Regions from separate parts of the Mus musculus genome. Here region 2 is linked to region 1. The links are chromatin contacts, called in public Hi-C maps. All regions are on one chromosome and are shown on one strand. The core of a region is the stretch at or near the end of the contact, and the rest is flanking DNA. Distances in the headings are between cores, read along the strand shown.

The links. Hi-C and Micro-C count contacts between places; a contact is called where the count stands out from the background.
Region 2: a contact with region 1 is called in a Hi-C map of cerebellum, with 1.9 times the contacts expected there. The contact joins two enhancer-like sites.

What each region holds. Positions count from the first base shown.
Region 1 is chr12:27,655,925-27,660,031 of GRCm38.p6, reverse strand. No RefSeq gene overlaps it. Among named protein-coding and RNA genes, the nearest start is that of Gm4166, 60 kb to the right of the region's middle. Within about 2 kb of position 1,816, at least 7 of the 459 cell types and tissues checked have an H3K27ac peak or open chromatin away from gene starts, as enhancers often do. A contact at or near this core is called in cerebellum, where this site is marked.
Region 2 is chr12:27,976,437-27,980,543 of GRCm38.p6, reverse strand. The region is part of intron 1 of Gm45941 (a long non-coding RNA gene); the gene reads right to left. Among named protein-coding and RNA genes, the nearest start is that of Gm31025, 7.9 kb to the left of the region's middle. Within about 2 kb of position 1,858, at least 36 of the 459 cell types and tissues checked have an H3K27ac peak or open chromatin away from gene starts, as enhancers often do. A contact at or near this core is called in cerebellum, where this site is marked.

The DNA of each region.
Region 1 (4,107 bases), core at 567-3,066:
GACCTCATGCTTCCTTCCTACTGTGATGCTGAGGAAGGGCTCTGCACCAGCACATGCCCACCTCAGGGAGCCTGTGTCTCATACTGGTCTATAGATTAGCAGCCTGAGGACCTAGTGCTAAGAGATCACTCATACTTACAGAGCTAGCGAGAGGGGGGCTCTGGGCCCTCAAGTTCATGCTGGTATCTCAGGTGCTATCTTCCTACCCTCTTCCCACAAAGCCCTAGGTCATTTGTACTATGGGACACTTGCCTTCTTCTTTCTAACTTGCAAGGAAGAGCAGATATAAGCATCTTCACACAGGGTCGCTTTCTCCCTGCCAACAACTTTTCACTCCTCACACTTGCAAGGAAGCAGCTCCATTTGACAGATGGTTTATTGGTTAGAGAAAGGTCACCAGCTACACTGTAGTGTACTTGTGGTCCTAGATGAGGACAAGACAGGAAGATCAGAGTTCTAGGTCATTTTGTGTTACAAAGGCAACAACAACAAAAAAAAAACATCCAAACAGAAGGAGGCAGGTCTGACAGGACCAGCTTGCTCAGGATACTGAGGCAGGAGGATCAAAAGCTCAAGGTTTGCTGAGGCTACAGGGCAATTTCAAACGAAGCGAGTGTGAGAAATTTTATGGAGACCCCAGGTTCAGTTCTGAGTGTGCATATACACATTTGACTCTCTAGAACATTCCAGGGTCTGAAGCCTGAGTTCATGTAGAAATCCTGTTTGTGTTGCTATGCACTCAGCAGTGTGCTGACATCTATAACTCCTTGAATCCCGGAGAGCTCTAGGAGAGAATGTTCTACCACTGTCTGCATGAAACATCTGGCTACATCTCTGAAAAACAGTGACCCTGAACAATGTGGGAAATTATCAGAAGTCTGCATCAGTCATCCCTGTTGGAAAGAAAAGTAGTACTGAAGTCCTTTTTCTAAAATGTTTGTGTTTTGTTGTTATTGTTGTTATTGTTGTTGTTGAATGTATTTGTGACAAGGTCTAATGATGTAGCCAAGCTCACCTGGGCCTTACTCTTTAGTCCAGAGTCATCTGTGGCTCGTTATGTGATCTGGCTTCAAATTCATGGTGGTTTTCCTGCTTTTCAGTATCCCAACTGCTAGGACACAGATGAGATCTGCTAACCCTGACATTATGACGTTCGTTCTTCTCAAACATACTCCTCATGAAACTGTTACTCCATGGAGATTCTGGCTAAGTACTCTGAATATGCCCACACCCCAGACTTATTTCATTGAGACATTGGAAATAATCTCAACATCTAATCATATTGTAGCAGGAACACCCCAGGTGCTGAGATGTGGACTAATTTCCTTGTTTCTGCTTTCAAGAAAGACCAGAGCTGGCTATCATGCAGGTCAGGGAGGCACCCCAGCCATGGAATGAAGTCAGAAAAAGGGATTTTTTGCCTCCCCAGACACTGGCCCCTGAGTTGGGGTGGCATCAACAGCTAAGAAGGAGCAGCTGAGGGGCAAGCATGAAAGAGGGGGGGCCACTCCAGAATAGAAAGGAGACTCCTAGAGAAGGGGGGCCTTAAGGAGGTCTCTGAGGAGTGAATACAGTGAAAATTCATTACACTGGAACACATTGTCTTATGAGATCATTATATATGAATACTTTTCTTCAAGAATATGAAATCAGACCTCCCAGCCCCTGACCATGCCAGTGAGTTCAGTTTCCAAGGCCCAGTCTCAGAGGTGAGCTTGTGAATAATCAGGAACCTGCCAGGGCAGAGGTCATTTGACTCCAAGTCTCTGAGGCAGTGTCTGCAAGTGCCCCTTTGGAAGGGAGGCAGAAGCCTCCGGCAGTTGGCACTGACAGGAAATGTGCTCATCTATCCTGACTGAAGCTCTATCCATGTCTCCCTAGTACAAAAGCCTGCCCTTTTTTTTTTTCAGACTTTCCTCACAGGTCCCCAGCATCAAAGTCTCTTTCTGGCTTACAGAGGGAAAAAATGCTTTCTTTGGAGGCATATTTCATCTCAGAATATGATGTTGCAAACTTATGCATGGAAATGCAGTTAAAAAGCCATATTTTCATGGGAAATTCCAATGTAGAATTCTGTAAAGTGGGTGTACGTAGAGGAATATAAAATTTTAGAACACCCATTCAGATTGTTTCAGGAAAATCCTAGTTCACAAACTACCATGTCTAATACAAACAGCACTATGGTACCAAGGCAGGAGAGTTTTCTGCTGGACATCTGTTCCAGGGCTGTGGCCAGCTGCCACACCCAGTTAGGGCCTGGCATTTGTCCAGTGCTTCTGTCTGCATTTGTCCAGTGGCCAGATGCCTGTTTCAGGTCCATGGTCAGCTGCCACACCAGAGCCAGAGTTTGGTGTTCCTCTGGCAGTTCCCTGTCCGCATGTGCAGTGCAGGCTCCAGCGCTCGGATGTTATCTGCGCTCTTAGAAAGCAAAGCTGGCAGCTTGGATTAAATTCCCAGAAATAAGAAAATCCTTCCCCCTTTCCTGTCCCCTCAAGTAGAAAAGGTGTCAATGTTTATACATTTTAATCGGTTTTTTTGAAGTGTCATTCTCTCTGGGAAATTTGCTGTTCTGCTAGATTCTAAGGTCCCCTGAAGCTCCTTTTCAAACCACCTGTCACTGAAGTCGAAGGTACTTCAAAGTAAGACTGAAGGGACAGAACTCCATCATAATTAGACAAAGTTGGGGGCTGGGAGATGACTCTATGGATAAAGTACTTGCTGGGCAAGCATGAGGACCTGGTTCTATCCCTAGAAGCCAGGGGAAATAGCAAGGCCCTGTGGGATGCATTTGTAATCCTTGTGCTAAGGAGACAGAGGTGAGCATAGATCTCTGAGCTCACTGCCAAGCGGTATAGTTTAATTGGTGAGCCATAGGTCTTCGCAGGAGACCCTGTCTCAAAGAACAAGGTGGGTTGTACCAAAAGAACGACCCCAGAATGACTCCTGACTTCCACACACAAGCATACACATCTACACCTGCCGGCACATTCGTCTGAACCAATACGTCGACAGCCACTCAGTGTGTGCTGAGAAGAGCCAGCAACTCAACTTCCACCTGACCCAGGTTACGTCCAGCCACCTCAGAAGCCTCAGTACCTTTGGGTTTTTCTTATATTTTCCTCCATACTTTGAAGGAAAAAAAAACTATTGGTTTTTGTTTTAAAAATTATGCTTACTACACAGCAATTTTTTAAAGATTGTATATGTTGTCTGAAACACTGTTCTACTGCTGTGAAGAGACACCATGATCACCACAACCCTTGTCCATGAAAGCATTGAATTGGGGCTGGCTTACAGTTCCAGAAGTTTCGTCCATTGTCAGCATGGCAGGAAACATGGCAGCATCCAGGCAGGCATGGCGCTGGAGAAATAGCTAAGAGTTCTACATCTGGATCCACAGGCAACAGGAAGAAGAGAGAGATCCTGGGACTGACTGAGACTTTTGAAGCCTTAAGGCCTCCCCCCAGTGACAGAGTTCCTCCAACAAGGCCACACCTCCTCATCATTCCCAACAACACCACTGCTTAATGACTAAGCATTCAAATATGGGAGCCTAAGGGAACACTCTTCTTTTTTTTCCCCTCTTTATACAATATATATTTTATATAAATACATCAATTTTCTTTCTTTTTTACATCCTGACCAAAGTTACCCCTCCCTTCTCCCCCCAAGGCCCTCCCCATAGATCTCCCCTCTGCACCTCTCCATCCACTCCACTGTTTTTCTTCAGAAAAGGGCAGACATTATAGGAGCTGTTCTTGTTCAAACACAGCTCATGTTTTCTAGCGTACAAGAAGTTGTGACACAGATACTTTCCAGTTAGCAATTCTGAAACATCCCAGGCCCTGACAGAACAGACACCCAAAGAAATCAGAATCCAAGGGGATTAGGAGCAAAGCCATTCCCCATGCACTGTGATCAGAGGCCCTGCTCCCAACTCCCCACGTCAGGCAGGACTCTTCAGGCACCCGGCATCTGTCACTCCTTTAGACTCAAGGATCACCAGGCAATAACTGAACTTAAGAAAGAATTGTCTTGCTTTTAATTCCGTGAAGTCAAAATAGCTGTCAATCAGAGCTGCATGAGTCCATCTGGATTAACAGAAGC
Region 2 (4,107 bases), core at 609-3,108, 320 kb before region 1:
AACTGTTACCTTCTCTTGATTGCAAATTCCTACAGTTATTCAGCATTTTATCTTAGTTATTGTTCATATTTAGTCATCAATTGCTCTTACCCATGGCAAAGTACTACTTAAAACACTATCTGGTGAATATATATATCCATAGACAATTGTCATTCTCAGATTTAATCAATGAAGCCTTTTTTTTTCTAGTGGCTAAACTGGACAGTTGAGTGCCCAGCCCCAAACACGGTGTTTATGGCATTCTGTCCAAAGTTCCGGGGAGGAGTAGGATGAGTGGAAAGCTTATAAGAGCTGGAAGGAGAAGAGCTGTAGAATCTGTCTTCTGAGCAATGCACAGGCACTGCGAGCATGCACTCTCAACAACTGATGACATTAGTGAGTCTGCACAAGAACGGACCCATCAACAACCAGAGAAGGTAAAAACGCAACTTGGGGAGGGGGGGTCCCTGTCCCACACTGCTGAGCTATTTCCTAGAGATGGTATGGAATCCTCATTATCCTAATATGTATGTAACTTAAATCTGAATAGGGATGAGGACGTTCTGGTCTGTGTACTGGACACTATCCATGGAGATCTAAAGGGCTCTGCCTGTGGGCTTGAGTGGCCAAATTGTTGCTCTCTCCAAAGGGGAGGGGGAGGTAGATCAAGGTGAGCTGTCAGGTCTCTTTCACAGCTGCTGCCACTCCAGAGTTGCTGTGGTGCGGTGGGACTCAGTTGGCCAGCAGGGCACAGCTGAGCTTGAGTAGCTTCTGGCAACAAAAGCTTCCAGAGAGAATTCTCGTCTCCAGTGTGTTACAGCTCTGTACAACAGACACTCTCAGTCAGTCTTTGATGAAATAACTCATGTGTGTTTTGTTCCTTTTGGACAGGATCTTATTTATATACATTTTGGGATGGGTAGGGTCTAAAAGCAGATGCTTTCTACTGGCTTGGTCGGATCTGCATGTGGAGGTGGAGGGGCTTCAGGCCCTGTCACTAAGTGACTGATTGTCACAGTACTCTCCATGGGGTGTCATGGTCACATGTTCCCGGACAGGAACCTGTTCAGGAGTAGATGAAATCCCCACTATCCTCAGGTATGAGAGTACTGAGTTTCTGAATGCACTCAACCCTACCAAGTTTTTTTCTGGTGATAGCATTAACTTGGTGGACTATGCCATGCAGACACAACAATGCAAGGTGAGTAAGCAACCTTGAATGGGATAGTGCGTAACTCACTTTGAGAAAGTTCGCTTGACCCTTCAATGACAATTACAAGAAGCAATACTCAGTAATAAAATTATAGAGTAAGTACGATAGATTTCAACATTAACAAAAATAAGAGCAATAATAAAGTTAACAGACACTGCAGTGCTATATATTATTTTAAAAAATCACACTTGTCTGAAATTTTCATTTACTCATAGATTGTTAGACAACAAGAACGGCTCATTCCTGAGGAAAGGAATTGTGATGACTGGTACTTGGAATGCTGGAGAAGGGCAAATTCTTGCAGAAGGAATGAATAGATAGACTAAGAAAAACCAGTTGCTTATGAAATGAGTAAAAGAGAAGAGCCGGCCTGAAACAAAAGGGGTTGGAGTTACTGTGGGAGAGCAAGAGGGTTGGAGCCACACAGAATGCTTCCCTGCATCTGGGACTACAGACAAGGGCTTCGTGAGCTTCACACAGGCAGCCCATGTGGGCAAAGGCATCCTGCCTTCACATCCTTCAGACAGTCTAAGGGGCACTCTGCGTCACAGGCGGCACCTCAGAACAAAGGCACCTAGCAGATTAAGCATTCGTGCTGCAGAGCATGCTCATGGGATGTGCTTTCTTTGAGTGGCTGTAGTTAACAACTCCTCTGATTTAATATGAGCTGTTAAAAAGAATCACGGCGCTTCCACCAAATTACCATACCACTAAAAATGTTCCTCAGCCTGTCAGTGCTGTGCCTACAGCTCAAACTTTCTGATGGTTTATCTTTCATGTGGTTTTTGATCTTTTTTATCACCAAAAAATGAAGATAAATAACTCAGATGTACACAGACCATTCTACCCTTTTTCTTCAGAAAGCTGCTCCTACAGTTCAGCCCCTCTGTGCCCCACGACTCGGTATGAACAGCTCAGCAAGAGAGTATTGGCTGAAAACACCAAGCATGCTGTACTGGCAGATGGAGTGTGTGGCCATTTTTGAAGAGGAACAAATGTATGAATTTAATTAGGAGGAGATGTGACAGCTCCTTTCCTTGCTTGCATAATTTTGGAGACAATTGTGATGAGGTGCATGGCTTCTCCTCACACAGATTCACTCCTGAAGCAGCCTCTCGTTTTTCACTTTCTTCCCATTTGTTTCATCTTCCCATGAGTCTCCCGCAGCTTAGGAATTCACAAACGATATTTACACAACTTGTCTTTTTACATACTTGTGGTAAAGGCTGGCTGTTGCTATGATTATGTTAACAGGATACTCAGTTAACCTAAGCACACTTAAATTTATGGCCACTGAGTGCTAACAACAGCCTGCCTCTCAGGAAACCCACATACCCAGAGCCTGTGGTCATGTATGTTATAAAGCAGGGAAAAGCCAAGGATTTCAAGGCCGTGGAATATTTTATTGAGAGACTCCTTGGCCTCATAATAAATGAAAGGAAAATCTAAGGACAAACAAACCTCTTAATCCATGTCTTGGTATTAAATAGGAAAAATTCCAAATGGGTCAGTATGAAGGGAGTGTCAGAGTTGCCATGACAGCCTTTCCTGATGTGCATGCTCTTTGCTTGAGGAGACACACAGCACCCACAGAAGAGAGAAAGGCAGGAGCATGTGCAGTAGGCTTTGACTCAGCTGTCTTTGAATTCTGTGAAATAGAGATGACAGCCCCGCACCCGACAAAGCCACATACAGAGGATGAGGGTATTGAAGTGCAATGACCTGTGGAGAAAAACTGAAGTGTAAGGATCCTTACGCCTGTTCTGTCCCAGCCCCTCGAGGTCTTCTTCCCATGCGGGGCCTTATTACATTTAATTCAAACTGCTACTGCGAGAGAAGTCCAGGCTGCTTGCAGAGACTCAGCACTGCTATGGGACAAAGATGCACCCCCTGTTGGAACTTTTGCCTAGCCACCGCCTTGGGAGCTCCTTACAACTTCACCCTTTCCTCAGGACCCAGACTGTGAGCTCACCCAAAAGGCCCTCTGATCTTTGTGGTCTACTGTACTTCCTTCGCCTGCCTGTGGGGGCCTGGATGATTGACTCTGACTTACTATCAGAGTCAATGTGGATGATAAAAAGTGAGTTTCCCTCTTCTTCTATGTTGTGAAAGGTGAAGAGGGACAAGGTGAAAAAGAACACACCCTTAGTGAATGCAAAACCGCTTGAGGAATCAGCTGACTGCTCATTGAATGAGTCTAGACCGTGACTACTCTATGTGTAACGGCAAGCAGAATATTCAGCATCCTGGTTCTTCTGAGACAGTGTGACCATGGCCACCTACAGTGTGAGATTTGTCATGAGATCTGGAGGCTGATGGTGAGAACAGTCCTTCGGGAAAGGGAGAAATGAAAATGTGGGTATGAGGGTTCGTATAAGTCTGTCTCTCTGTGTGTGTGTTTATGTGTGTGTGTGTGTGTGTTTTGCACACATGTGCATGAACTTTGATATATGGATGCGTGTTTGCATTCTCTATGTTCATGTGGAGGCAGAAGATGACATCTGTGCACAGTTCTCTTGCTTTCTGTCTTATCCCCTGACACGGAGTCTCTCACTGAGCCTGGACCTCACTGTTGTTGGCTTGGTTGGCTGGCCATCAAGCTCCAGGGATCTTTTGTCTCTCTTTCCTCCTACAGCACTGGGTTCATATGCACACAAACTAATGTCTGGACTTGATGTGTGTCTGGACTTGATGTGGGTGTTGGAGACTGAGCTCAGCTCTTCATGCCCATGAACAAATTCTACTGACTGAGCACCAGCCTGGTGATAGCTTTCAAAGCTAAAACCTGAAAGAATGAAAGAAGCCAAAAAGGAGAAGAATATGGAGGAGGAAACACTGCAGATTGGAGGTGCTGAAGTTTATAGCCCCAAGTGCTATGTGGAGTCTAGAGATGTGAGCACAGCATTGAGAGGAAT